Linked DNA regions of Mus musculus: region 2 is linked to region 1. Evidence: chromatin contacts called from public HiChIP or PLAC-seq data. All regions are on one chromosome and are shown on one strand. Each heading gives the region's core, a stretch centred on a gene start, on an enhancer-like site or on the middle of the called end of the contact. The rest is flanking DNA. Distances are from core to core; before and after follow the strand shown.

Evidence for each region. HiChIP or PLAC-seq counts read pairs in DNA pulled down with a chosen protein or histone mark.
Region 2: a contact with region 1 is called in an H3K27ac HiChIP or PLAC-seq map of embryonic stem cells, with 6 times the contacts expected there. The contact joins the promoter of Angel2 here to the promoter of Smyd2 in region 1. A contact is called at or near these places in 7 of 39 promoter capture datasets (cranial neural crest, embryonic stem cells, frontonasal cranial neural crest and 3 more), 1 of 484 Hi-C or Micro-C datasets (embryonic stem cells) and 12 of 115 datasets of contacts at active chromatin or transcription factors (the SCID.adh cell line, astrocytes, embryonic forebrain and 5 more).

Annotation. Positions count from the first base shown.
Region 1 is chr1:189,920,045-189,925,580 of GRCm38.p6, reverse strand. It overlaps Smyd2 (SET and MYND domain containing 2), which reads left to right and starts at 3,290. Exons shown (of 12, transcript NM_026796.2): 1 at 3,290-3,474. The coding sequence starts at 3,302.
Region 2 is chr1:190,925,569-190,931,104 of GRCm38.p6, reverse strand. Angel2 (angel homolog 2) reads right to left here and starts at 2,600. Exons shown (of 9, transcript NM_021421.4): 1 at 2,347-2,600. The coding sequence starts at 2,405.

The DNA of each region.
Region 1 (5,536 bases), core at 2,041-4,540:
TAGAGAGATTAAATGAGAATTTTTACAATTTTTATTTGTGTGTTGGGGAGTGGGGCTTCGCCTGCATGTATTTGTATCACATGTCTGCTGTGTCAGAGGAGGGCACTGTGCCCCTGGAGGCTGGAGTTAGAGGTGGTTATGAGCCACCGTGTGGGTGCTAGAGAACCCATTCTTGTCCCTTTGTAAAATCAGCTTCTGCTCTTGGTCTCTTCTGGCCTCTAACCGAGGATGTTTACAGGTGTAACTAGCACACAGTGGGAGCTCTGTAAACGCTTCTTAAGTAAGATTATTCCCTGAGTGTCTAATGCTCTCCTACGCACTGAATTTGCAATCAGGGCTTTGCTGATTGTCTTCCATGGAACTCCGTATTGTTTTGTGCTTTATATTGCTTTCCTGTGGCTTCTGTAACAAGTGACCACAGATGGGACAGTAGGCCAGACATGTGGACATAGCATCCCTGAGCTGAACTCAGGATGTTGTAAGCCATGCTCAGAACGGGGCACTGAGGAAAGGCAGGTCTCACTGACAGTCTTAAAAAGACCACATCAAGTCAATCTGTGTCCTTACAGCATGTGCTGCCTCCTCTTCCAGCCATGTCAAATCTCTTTCTGCCTCTCTGGAAAGGGGCTTTGCGATGGAATTGAGTCGGGGGCTCACACTAGCTCCAGTCCTCAATACACTGGTAAGACTCCCTCTTAACCTTACAAGGTAATGTTTACAGGCTCTAGATATGAGGCCCTAATAATATCTTTGAGTGGCATTACCCAGGTCCTTCCCGATTAGACCCCAGCTGTCTGTGGCTATAGGACCCCAAAGTGCTGGATCTCCTCTGCACATGCGCAGCAGATAAAGTACATATAGAGGAACAACAGAGGGCCGGGGCGTGTTCCCTGCTGGCCCCTCTGCCAGGGCTTTATTTCCGAGCCCAGAGCTGTTTCTTCCACGTGTTAATCTGCAGCTGGAAGGATGCGTTACAAATGGATTAGATGATCTTTTAGGCGGTTAAGCAGAGGGGGCCTTCATCCTGTGCCTTGCCCGTATTTCAACGCGAGGCGAAGCCATCCCAAATCTTTCTAACACCGATTTTTCCCAAATCATGGGACAAGCGGGAGAGGAGCTGGTACACAGGCGGGCCCTGGCAGCCAGACAGCTTCCTTCATGGAATGTGAGACCGCTGAGTGGCAGAGCGGCAAGCATGAGATGCATGGAGGGTGCTGTCATCGGTCTGCCCCGGCTGGCTGGGAGCCGCGCCTTGACCATTTATTTTAAGCACGGGTTTTATCATTACGGGAGGCTCCTAACTTTACAGCTATTGCCTCACTGCCCCGGCTCCAGTCATTCGAATTCATCCCGACTTTTCTGAAATGAAGCTGCTTGTTTTCCAGTGTTCTCCGGTAACACTCAACCTCTGCCCTGAGATGCCCTGGATTGAGTCCCCAGTGCCCCGGGGGACTGGGTGTGGTGCTGCATATCTGTAATACCATCACTAGGGAGACAGAGGCAGGAGGATTCAAAACCCAAGGTCATTCTCTGGTACTTAGGGAGGTTGAGGCCAGCCCGTCTCAAAACAAAACACGCAGTAGGAGAAAGGTGTGTGTGTGTGTGTGTGTGTGTGTGTGTGTGTGTGTGTGTGTAATGGAACACATTTCTCAAACTCTGCAGTGAGTTCTTGGAAGAGTAAACCATGTACTGAGTTTACAAACATGTTGTTTGTTTATTTCTATGTCTTTTCTTCTTTGTACTGCTAAGATATCCTTCCGCAAATCAGAATGCTAAAAAGCAAGCCAAAATGAATCCAAAAAAACACGCTGCAGATCTACATAGGTGGGCATCTTTAGAAAGTCTCAAGATTTGAGAAAATGCTTCCAGCAGACGGCAGAGTGGGCTCTAGGCACAAACCTACCTGAGAATGTTGCTTGTCACAGGTGAGTAGGGTATGGAAGAGGGTTTCCCAAATCTTACACCTATTTTAAGGTAAGCAAGATGTGTTAAATAAGCACATTAGCTCAATGGTACCCAGTAATGAAGGGTTATTATTACGTGGAATTGAAGGATCCAGGCCTACACTTTGTCCAAGTTTATAGTCCAGTGATGTCCATGGTTACTAAAATGGATACATGGACCTACAAGATAGTTCAGAGTATAAAGGCACCTACCACCAAACCTGACAGACAAATCAGACACAGGCCCCATGTGGTAAAAGGTGAGAACCCACTCCTGCAAGTTGCCCTCTGACCTCTACACATGTTTCCAGCACACATACAGGGGTATGCTCGCACACATGCACTCATACTTACAAAAAAAAAGGGTAATAATAAAAAATAAAAATGGGCCAAAGAACCCATACCCACGGTGCCCTTTCCTTGGAGGAAGGCTTATTCATATTATCACTAAAGAAATTTTATTCACGGGTTCCAAATCCCCCATTCTATGATTTGCCCTGTGAACGAAAGCTGGAGAGAAAAAAAAAACAAACCTGCAGCTGGCACTGACCCTCTTTCTGCAAAGCTAATTAACCGACTTGAACTTCAACCTTTGCGGAGAGGCTGCAATGTCTGGAGCTTATTGGCAGTTTTCCTTGGGCCCTCTCCAGTTCCCTTAATAGCTACCCGTTGCCTATCCTGTGTCTAACCTACCAGCTCGTGAATAACAGGTAAAACCGCCTGGAACATAATCAAGCCATACATTGAGAGTGCAGTCAGATTGCATCTGAGGCCTGTAGCTGAGGTTCCCTCCCTTCTGCAGCCAGCCTACCTGGGGGGTCCCACCGACATATTTTTGACGTCTTGATTTATGACTTTCTTTTTCTGTTATTATGGAATTTTTTTTAATCAAATTGTTACAACGTTGGAACGTAGACTTTGGGGTAACCCAAACCTGGCCATGACCCCTCCTATTGGCTCCAGAATGAACTCTCTCTAAGTTCCCTGGGAGGTGAGAACTGTGTTTTTTAGCACGCACAGCTCAACTGCAAACCACACTCATTCATTCCCTGCTCCACCACCCGGGATCTTAGTGGGGACGCTGTCTGCGGGCACAGCGGGTGGTGGCCTGGGTGGCTTGGGACTCCAGCCTTCCTCACCGGGCAGCGCAGCCTGGCGGGTGCAGGCGGACTCCCGTGCGCGCGCCCTGCGCACCGCCCTCCCGCCCCGCGCTCCGGGGCGCGGCCAGGGCACAGCACCCGCCCCGAGCAGAGCGCCGAGTTCCTTGAAGGCCGGCGGCCGCGGCAGACCTGCCTTCGCTCCCTCCCTCCCTCCCGTGACGCGCGTGCCCCGCAGCGCGCAGCCGCAGCGCCGCCAGCATGCGCGCCGAGGCCCGCGGCGGCCTGGAGCGCTTCTGCAGTGCGGGCAAGGGCCGGGGGCTCCGCGCGCTGCGGCCCTTCCACGTGGGCGACCTCCTCTTCTCCTGCCCGGCCTACGCCTGCGTGCTCACCGTGGGCGAGCGGGGCCACCACTGCGAGTGCTGCTTCGCCAGGTACGCGGGGACCGTGCGGGCGGGAGGGGCCACGCGGAGCCACGTGCGCCGCGTCCGCTGAGCCACGGCCTGCCCCGCAGCCGGACCTGCGCCGCCCCACGCGTGTCCGTTCTAGCTTAGGTTCTCTGTGGTCCCGAGGCCTCCCGAGCTGTCCTGAGATGGGCGGCTCCCCCACCCCCTAGGGAGTGATGACCCGATCAGCCAGGGACGCTTCCGGTCATTCTGGAGGAGGGAAGCTATGGAACAGACACGCCTATGAGACTGGGCTCCGTGGATTGGGATGAGGGGACACAGTTTGTTGGGAGAATATTTGATTGTACTACTTCATACATGTCCTGAGTGTGTAGATGCTGTATCCACGGCCACATGCTAAGCCTTAAGGTAGTTGCGGATCAGGAAGGTGCGTTGGGATTCCCCCATCCCACCCTGTGTCTTCATTTTACAGACACACTTTATCTTAAAGGCCGAGAAGAGATCATTTTACTGTTGGGACACTAAAGCCCAGAGAGGAAGGGTAGCTGTGTATACACAAGGCACTAATTAGGGGCTGGAGCCTGGCCTGTCAGGACTGACACGTCCCGCCCACCCACTTCCTTGCTTCCTAAGTTTGCTGAGGTAGGGGGTCTGGCTTTGGAGTTGAGCCTGTCCCAGGCCATCTGTGGATGCCTGAGGAAGGAACCCTGCCTGACTTGCTTTGAAGGTCAGTGTCATCACCTTTGAAGTGGAGATGGTGGGCTAGATTAAGCTAACCTGGGGTTCTGCAGGTACCTCTTGCGGGCTGCCCCCAGTCCTGCACTCCACGAAGCTCTCAGCCTCCCAGACTCGTGCGCCTCGTTCTACAATAAGACAACAAAAGAATGGACAAAGGTTGCATATTAGAGTAATCTCGGCCGGACTCCCTGCCAGAACTGTCTTCCGCTGGGGGGGACCTGGAAAGGAACTAGACGCAGAAGCGTGCCGTGGGCAGCGGAAGGGCTGTATGTGATGTGCCTCTTTGAATTGGCGAGCCAAGAGCTAAAGGGTCATGGCACCACTTTGCGACGTTTGAGTGAAGTGAGCATTGGGTTTTCCCAAAGTTAAAAAGGCTGCTGCAACTGGTCCCTTGATCTTCTGAGCCTCGCTGTGGCTGGGAGTCTGCAGCAGTGTGGGTGTCTGCAGTAAAGGAGCAAAGCGGGTCACCCAGCACAGAGGGGGCCTCCGTCAGGGGTCCTGGCGCTTGGTGTGCGGTGAGAGGCGTGGGCCTTGCGGAGTGCGTAGTAGGGACTCGTGGCCAGTTCTCTCCTCCTGAAATTAAATATCTGCGTTGACAGCTGAGGCGTGCTTCTCTCCTGTTGGGAGTGTCCTGATTGTACAAAGACACACAAGCTTCCAGAAGTACCCTTACAAATCACCCAGCCTCAGGAATCCTGTCATTTGTGACAGCTAACCCCCCACTCCCCTTGACATTTGTTAATGTCACTAATTTTGCCTCAGTTCCCTCTCCTGGGCCCCCCAGGCTGCCATTCCATTGTCAACCAATCTCTTCTGTTTGGCTTATGTAACAGTCAGAACTTGGAACTCAACTAAAATATTGCCCAAGAAATAAAACTCACAAGATCCGTGCACCTAGAGAAATCTTCGTACCGCATCCCGTGGTTGCCGTAAAATCTGGTTAGTTTTGCTAGATCGTTCTAAGACTGTGTTACTCCATCTCCTACTTGTGTGTGACTGAGGCCTGACCTGTTCTTGTGTATTAAAGGGGGGGATGCACAGCTCTGTGGAGTTTCAGGAGCATGTTACAGGTGGGGTGCGTGTCGGTTCATGTGTCATGCCCCCAGAAAAAAGCTGCGCTGTCCTTTTTTGTGCTAGAAGTATAGTATTATCACTTAAGATAGATGAGCCTCCCGGGGTCTCATGCCACATCTACTATGTTATAATTTAACTCACTTGGGAAGAAAAACTATTTCTCCAGGAGTGAGCATGTTATATTAACCGAGAAATAATGGTAGAATGTTATTTTTTAAGCTCTCTACAAAATAGGATTCTTAGTGCCAGGAATTTTTTTATTCCCCCTTCTGGCAGT
Region 2 (5,536 bases), core at 1,351-3,850, 1.0 Mb before region 1:
GTAATTCATTTAACATTAAAAGGGTAGACGCCTTTTCTTTCTCTATGCGATAAAGATTGGTACTCACTTTTCATTTAGAATGAGTGAGTTCTTTCTGCACCAGTGCTTGGTCTTTTGCTTCAAAATCATATTTAAGTATGGATGTGTAAGTATGTAATTGTGAGAATGCATGTAAGCTGAGCCCAACTGGGTTTGAATGGAAATTGTATAAATGAGCATACATGAATCTGTGTATGAACTTATGTGAAATTATATATGTCTGTTTATATAAAAGTTGTTCTTTCTGTGAGTGTTATTTCTCTTCTGGTTCAACAGAAGTTCATTGCTCCAAACTTTCCCCGTAGCCCCACAACAAGAGGCATCTGGATCATAGGGAAAAGGCCCTAGCAATTAATTGTTTACTTTATCTCCTGCTGTTTTAGGATGAGGTGCTAAGTGCCAGAGACTGCAGTTTCTGACCTCAGAGGATCACAGAAGGCAGGTCGGTTACAGTGGACTTAGATAAGTAAACTTTTTATTATACAGCAACCTTAAATATACCAAGTCTTACCCTCTGCCGACGCTCTTCCCCCTCCACTGCCTCAAGAAGAACCAAGAAGAACCGCACGCAGGGGCTGGTCTTCGGCAGAATTGTCTAGACTAGCAGGTCAGCTCTGGGATGCCCTGTCCCTGCCTCCCCGGCATGAGGACACCTTCCTTACCTTTCCATGGGTGCTGGGGATTCCAACCCAGGTCCTTGGCTTTGTACAGCAAGCCCTTAGCTACCTGAGCCATGGCTCCAGGTCCCCACACTTGTATTTAACAGACATGCTACTCTCAAGTTCTCACAAAGCACTGCCTCCTACTGCATTATCTGGCAAAGTGTTAGGGTTCTGAGGACTATACTTCTGGGGTTTGTGTCTCAACATCTACTATCACTAAGGTTTGCTTAAGTTGTATTAAGATTTTGTTATGCTGAATTTCTTTATTATGCTATTTTTCATTAGAAAAGATAACCTATATTGTGTACTTTAAACTTAAGTACTCTCAAACTATTCTCTAAATCAACCCTACTGTAAATCTTTAAGGTCACAACATGGGCACTATATCTTGCAATTGACCCCGAAAGTCATTCAAAGGGATTTCAGCACTTGGATCTTGTCTTGTTTTGTTTTTAAATTTAAAAATTTTGAGGTGGCCCATGAGTTTGATCCCAGCACTCAGGAGGCAGAGGTAGGCAGATCTGAGTTGAAGGCCAGCCTGGTCTACACAATGAATCCCAGGACAGCCAGAGATACAAAGAAAAACCCTCCTTCTCTAAAAAACAAACAAACAAAAAACCAAGACAAAAACCAAGTCCAAGACCATCAGCACAGGCTGGTGGTGTCTCTAATTCTCCTGCCTCCACCTCCCCAGTGCTATAACGGTTTACTTTCTGTCTTGAAATGTTTCTATACTGCAACCTGCACAGTGACGCTTATTCTTTGGATTGGCAGTTATTTATACCACATCTTTTTCTTGTAAGATAGTGAGCTTTTGAGGGTTCGAACCTCAGTATTCTCTGAAAGCCCAGTCTCCACCCAAGGGCCAAGCACACAGCTGGTACTCAGAAAATGCCATAGCACAGGAACCAGGAATGGAGTGGGCAGATCCCAACGGCTTATGTAACGACAGTGTGCTATTTCCCACGCGTGGTACGATATAGTTTCAAAGGTTATACAAACCACTGGAATCTTAATAACTAAGTCCTCAAAGTTTATAGGAGAAAAACATAATCCGTACATCCAATTTAAGATTCGGTGGATACTACTTGGGGTGACATTATTAGAGGCTGCATGTACTGTGGCGCTTTAAAATTTCAAGTGAGTTATTTTTTTACTTTTGGAGGCGGAGTGTCACGCTCGCTGCCTAATCCAGGCCAGCCTCAAATTCATGGTTATCCTCCCGCCTCGGCCTCCGGGGTGTGGAAAGTGCAGGCGTGAGCCATCACGCCAGGCTCTCAAAGAGTGGATTGAAAGAAAAATACCCAGGACGGAGCAAGAACTTGAGTGGCGGTGAAAGTTGGCCTCCGCGTGACCGACGCTGCCCAGCCACCCCGGGGCGCGCAGCCTCCCTCCGGGCGGGGCCCTGCGCGCGGGCGGCGGCGGCGAGCGTGGAGGCCGCGCGAGGCCCGCAGGATCCCGGAGGCCGCGGCCACCGCTGCTGCCCGCCCGCGCGTTACCTCTCCCCGGGCGCCGCCTGGCGCGTCCCCGCCGCGGACCCTCTTCCTCCGCCTTCCTCCCGCGCCCCGCCGCCCCGCCCCTCCCCTCCCCGCCCGCCCCTCCAGGTCCCTCCCTCTGTCCATCCCGCCGGCCGCTCGCCACTGACCGGCCTCGCCCCGCCACACAGCGGCCGTAGCCCCTCCTCACACAGCGCCACGTCTCCATCTTGGCTCTCTGTGAGCGCCCAACGCCCGGGCCCGCGGCTGCACCTCAGCTTCGGCCGCTCGCCGGGTCCTACCGGATCCCCATCACTCGGCTCCCGGCCGGCCGCTAGGCATGCTGGGAGGAGCGTCTCGCCGCAGGCCCGGTCACCATCTTGCCTTCTGGGGCAGTTCCTTTAAGCAGTGCGACTCCGGGCATGCGCAGAGCGTGCGCGGACAGCCATTTCCTGGTAGGGCGGAAGGCTAGCGCTTGACGGCTTTCTTAAGACATAGGAAGGAGCAGGAGCTGCGTGAGACCTAAAGTGTATTTACGTGGTTGCGTAGATCCAAAAGGTAGATTTCCACGTTGAGGAAATACTATTCTGTGGGTTCCCGTAGAACTTTATAATTGATTTTGTGCAAATCTCAGAGAACCCACTTGTACATTAATTAGTGCGTTGATGATCCGAGTCTGTCAGATCGAGCGTAGCTTTCTTGGAAAACATAAATGGAGAAGGGACAGCGAGAATAGCGAGGCAGAGGGCACTGGAAACCAGGGTCGCTGCTTGCTTAGTTTCTTTGGTAGAGCTGTGTAGCTGTGGGTAGTAATTTCTTGGGAAGTTTTGTTCTTTTCCTTGTGTTAATTTTGAGAGATACTTTATCCTTCGTGTATATCCTTCTCTTTATCTGCAGTTGTTATATTGTGTAAACATGTCAGGAATGCTGAATTAGCAAACTCTGAGGAAAGCTAGTCTCTGATTGCACACGCACACTCGTGAGTGTCCTTAGACAAAAGTCTTGTGCAGTCCAGGCATTCGTCAAACTTATCTCACATGCCTGTCTGAGCACTGTGGTCACCAGCAACGTACTGCCATACTTGGCTTCGGACCACATTTTCATCAACCAATATGAAGTCTTGTTTTATGCATGTTCCTTATTTAATTTATATTGTCACTTCATTAACGTTAAACTCTGTCCAACAGTCTTCTGATACATACCTAATTGAAGATAATTTAGTACACATATTTTCTCTATATTACATCATTAACTTTTGTCACCTCAGAATCTTGCAGCAGTATACTTGGGGGGCACTTTTAATAGAAAAATCAGTAAAACTGTGGGAAAGGGACACTAAGTAGTCGGTAGAAAGGTTAGTTTTTTACGGTCTGAAAACTCAAGAGGGCAGAGTGCCTTGTTTAACCTCAGGGACAAGCACACTAGGCAACTAAAATTTGCCTTTCTCCTTGTTGGAGAAAAACCAAAACACTGTGAGGATTGATTTGGACATTTTAGGTAGGTTTTAGGGAGTAGGCAGTTTACAAACGCAGTGTCCACAAATGGGGGCTGACTGCTTGAGGTTTATACTGTCCTATTTTCTAAGGGTGATCACAATGTTGTTGTTAGTTACATGTGGCCAGTAGTGTCCTATATGCCTTGTTCCATAATCACATTGTAAGTGACTTGTGAACAGTGTCCATGACTCCTGTTCAAATCTATTCAACCTAGTACTCTACTGACTACACAACATACGGCAAACAAAGATCATTGATAGGGTTATTAACTGGAGCAGACTTAAGGAAGACCTGTCAATCACCAGACTTTCTCCTCCAAGCACACCTTAGCTCCTCTGCTTGTTGTGCAAAGAAAAATGTAGTGTTTTGAAATAAGCAAATGGCATTAAGGTCCTTCCTTCCTTCCTTCCTTCCTTCCTTCTTTCCTTCCTTCCTTCCTCCCTCCCTCCCTCCCTCCCTCCCTTTCCTTTGTTTGAGACAGGGTTTCTCTGTGTAGCCCTGGCTGTCCTGGAACTCACTCTGTAGACCAGGCTGACCTGGAACTCAGAGATCCACCTGCCTCTACCTCCAGAGTGTTGGGATTAAAGGCGTGCACCACCAACTGTCAAGATGCATTCTTTCAATGAGTTTGAAGGTTTCTTGATGACGAAAGACACTTTGGGAGCTGTCTGCTCTAGAACTTTAGAGAGAGTAGTTACCTTATAGCAGCATGGTGATTATCCTAAGGGTTGGAGAACTCTTGTCTCTGTAACAAAACAAAACACCATTTTTGCATTCATGTTCCAGTTGAAAGTTCTCAGCTCACATTGTTCTGTCCCCTTAAATAGATCCTGCTTTAGTCACTCAATAAGTTAAGCAAGTCTGTTCACATATGCTGACATCTCAACATTCAGACAGCTGAGGCAGGAGCCTGTAGAGTTTGAGACCATCCTGGGCCACACCAAGAACCTGTCTTAAAGAAGGGTTGTCTGAGAGTCTGGAGAGATTGCTCAGCTGTTAAGAGCTGTCAAGTGCTCCAGGCTAACCTTTAAAAGGCCATGTAGCTGAGGGTAACCTTGAACTTCAGGATCTCCTGCCTGCCTTCCCAAATGCAGAAACTGTAAGTGTGTACCACCATGACGCACCTGTGCATAAGTGTCTAAAACCTTTGGAGTCCAGGACAACCTTGTCTACAACTGGCTTTTGGTTTTGCTCTGATTACTAAGTCCCCACTCAGAACATCTCCACAGTGTTCCCGTTTCATGGATCCTAATTCTTCTGACTTCCTAAGGCATCAGACACACTCGCGGTACAAATACACAAATGCAGGTAAAATACTCATGCACATGAAACAAAAGGAAATCATTGTTCGTTGCTTGGACTGGTTTTGAAAAAAATCTGTCCATATGCAACCCTGCCCGGCCTGAAGCTTACTATGTAGAGCAGGCTCCACTCCAACTCACAAGAGATCTGCTGCCTCTACAGGGATGAAGAATTGTGCCACCACATCCAGGTAAAATAAAACCTTAAAAGTTATTTTCAAAAGCCAGAGATATGGAGCTGGAGACATGGTTTAGCAGTTAAGAGCACTGGCTGCCCTGAGGTCTTGAGTTCAATTCCCAGCAACCAACAGTGGCTCACAAACATTTATGGTGAAATCTAGGGCCCTCTTCTGACATGCAGGTATACATGCAGATACTCATACATTAAATAGAAAAACTCTTTAAAAACAAAAAAGCCAGATATATTAATCAGAAATGAGCCATGAAAAAACATGCTCATGTTTGGTTAGCTCAGCGAGAAATTAGGAGGTTGGGACAGGGCTTTATGGCACAGTCTTGTCATGTCAGGACTCAGGAGACAGAAATAAGCACAAGGATTTCAA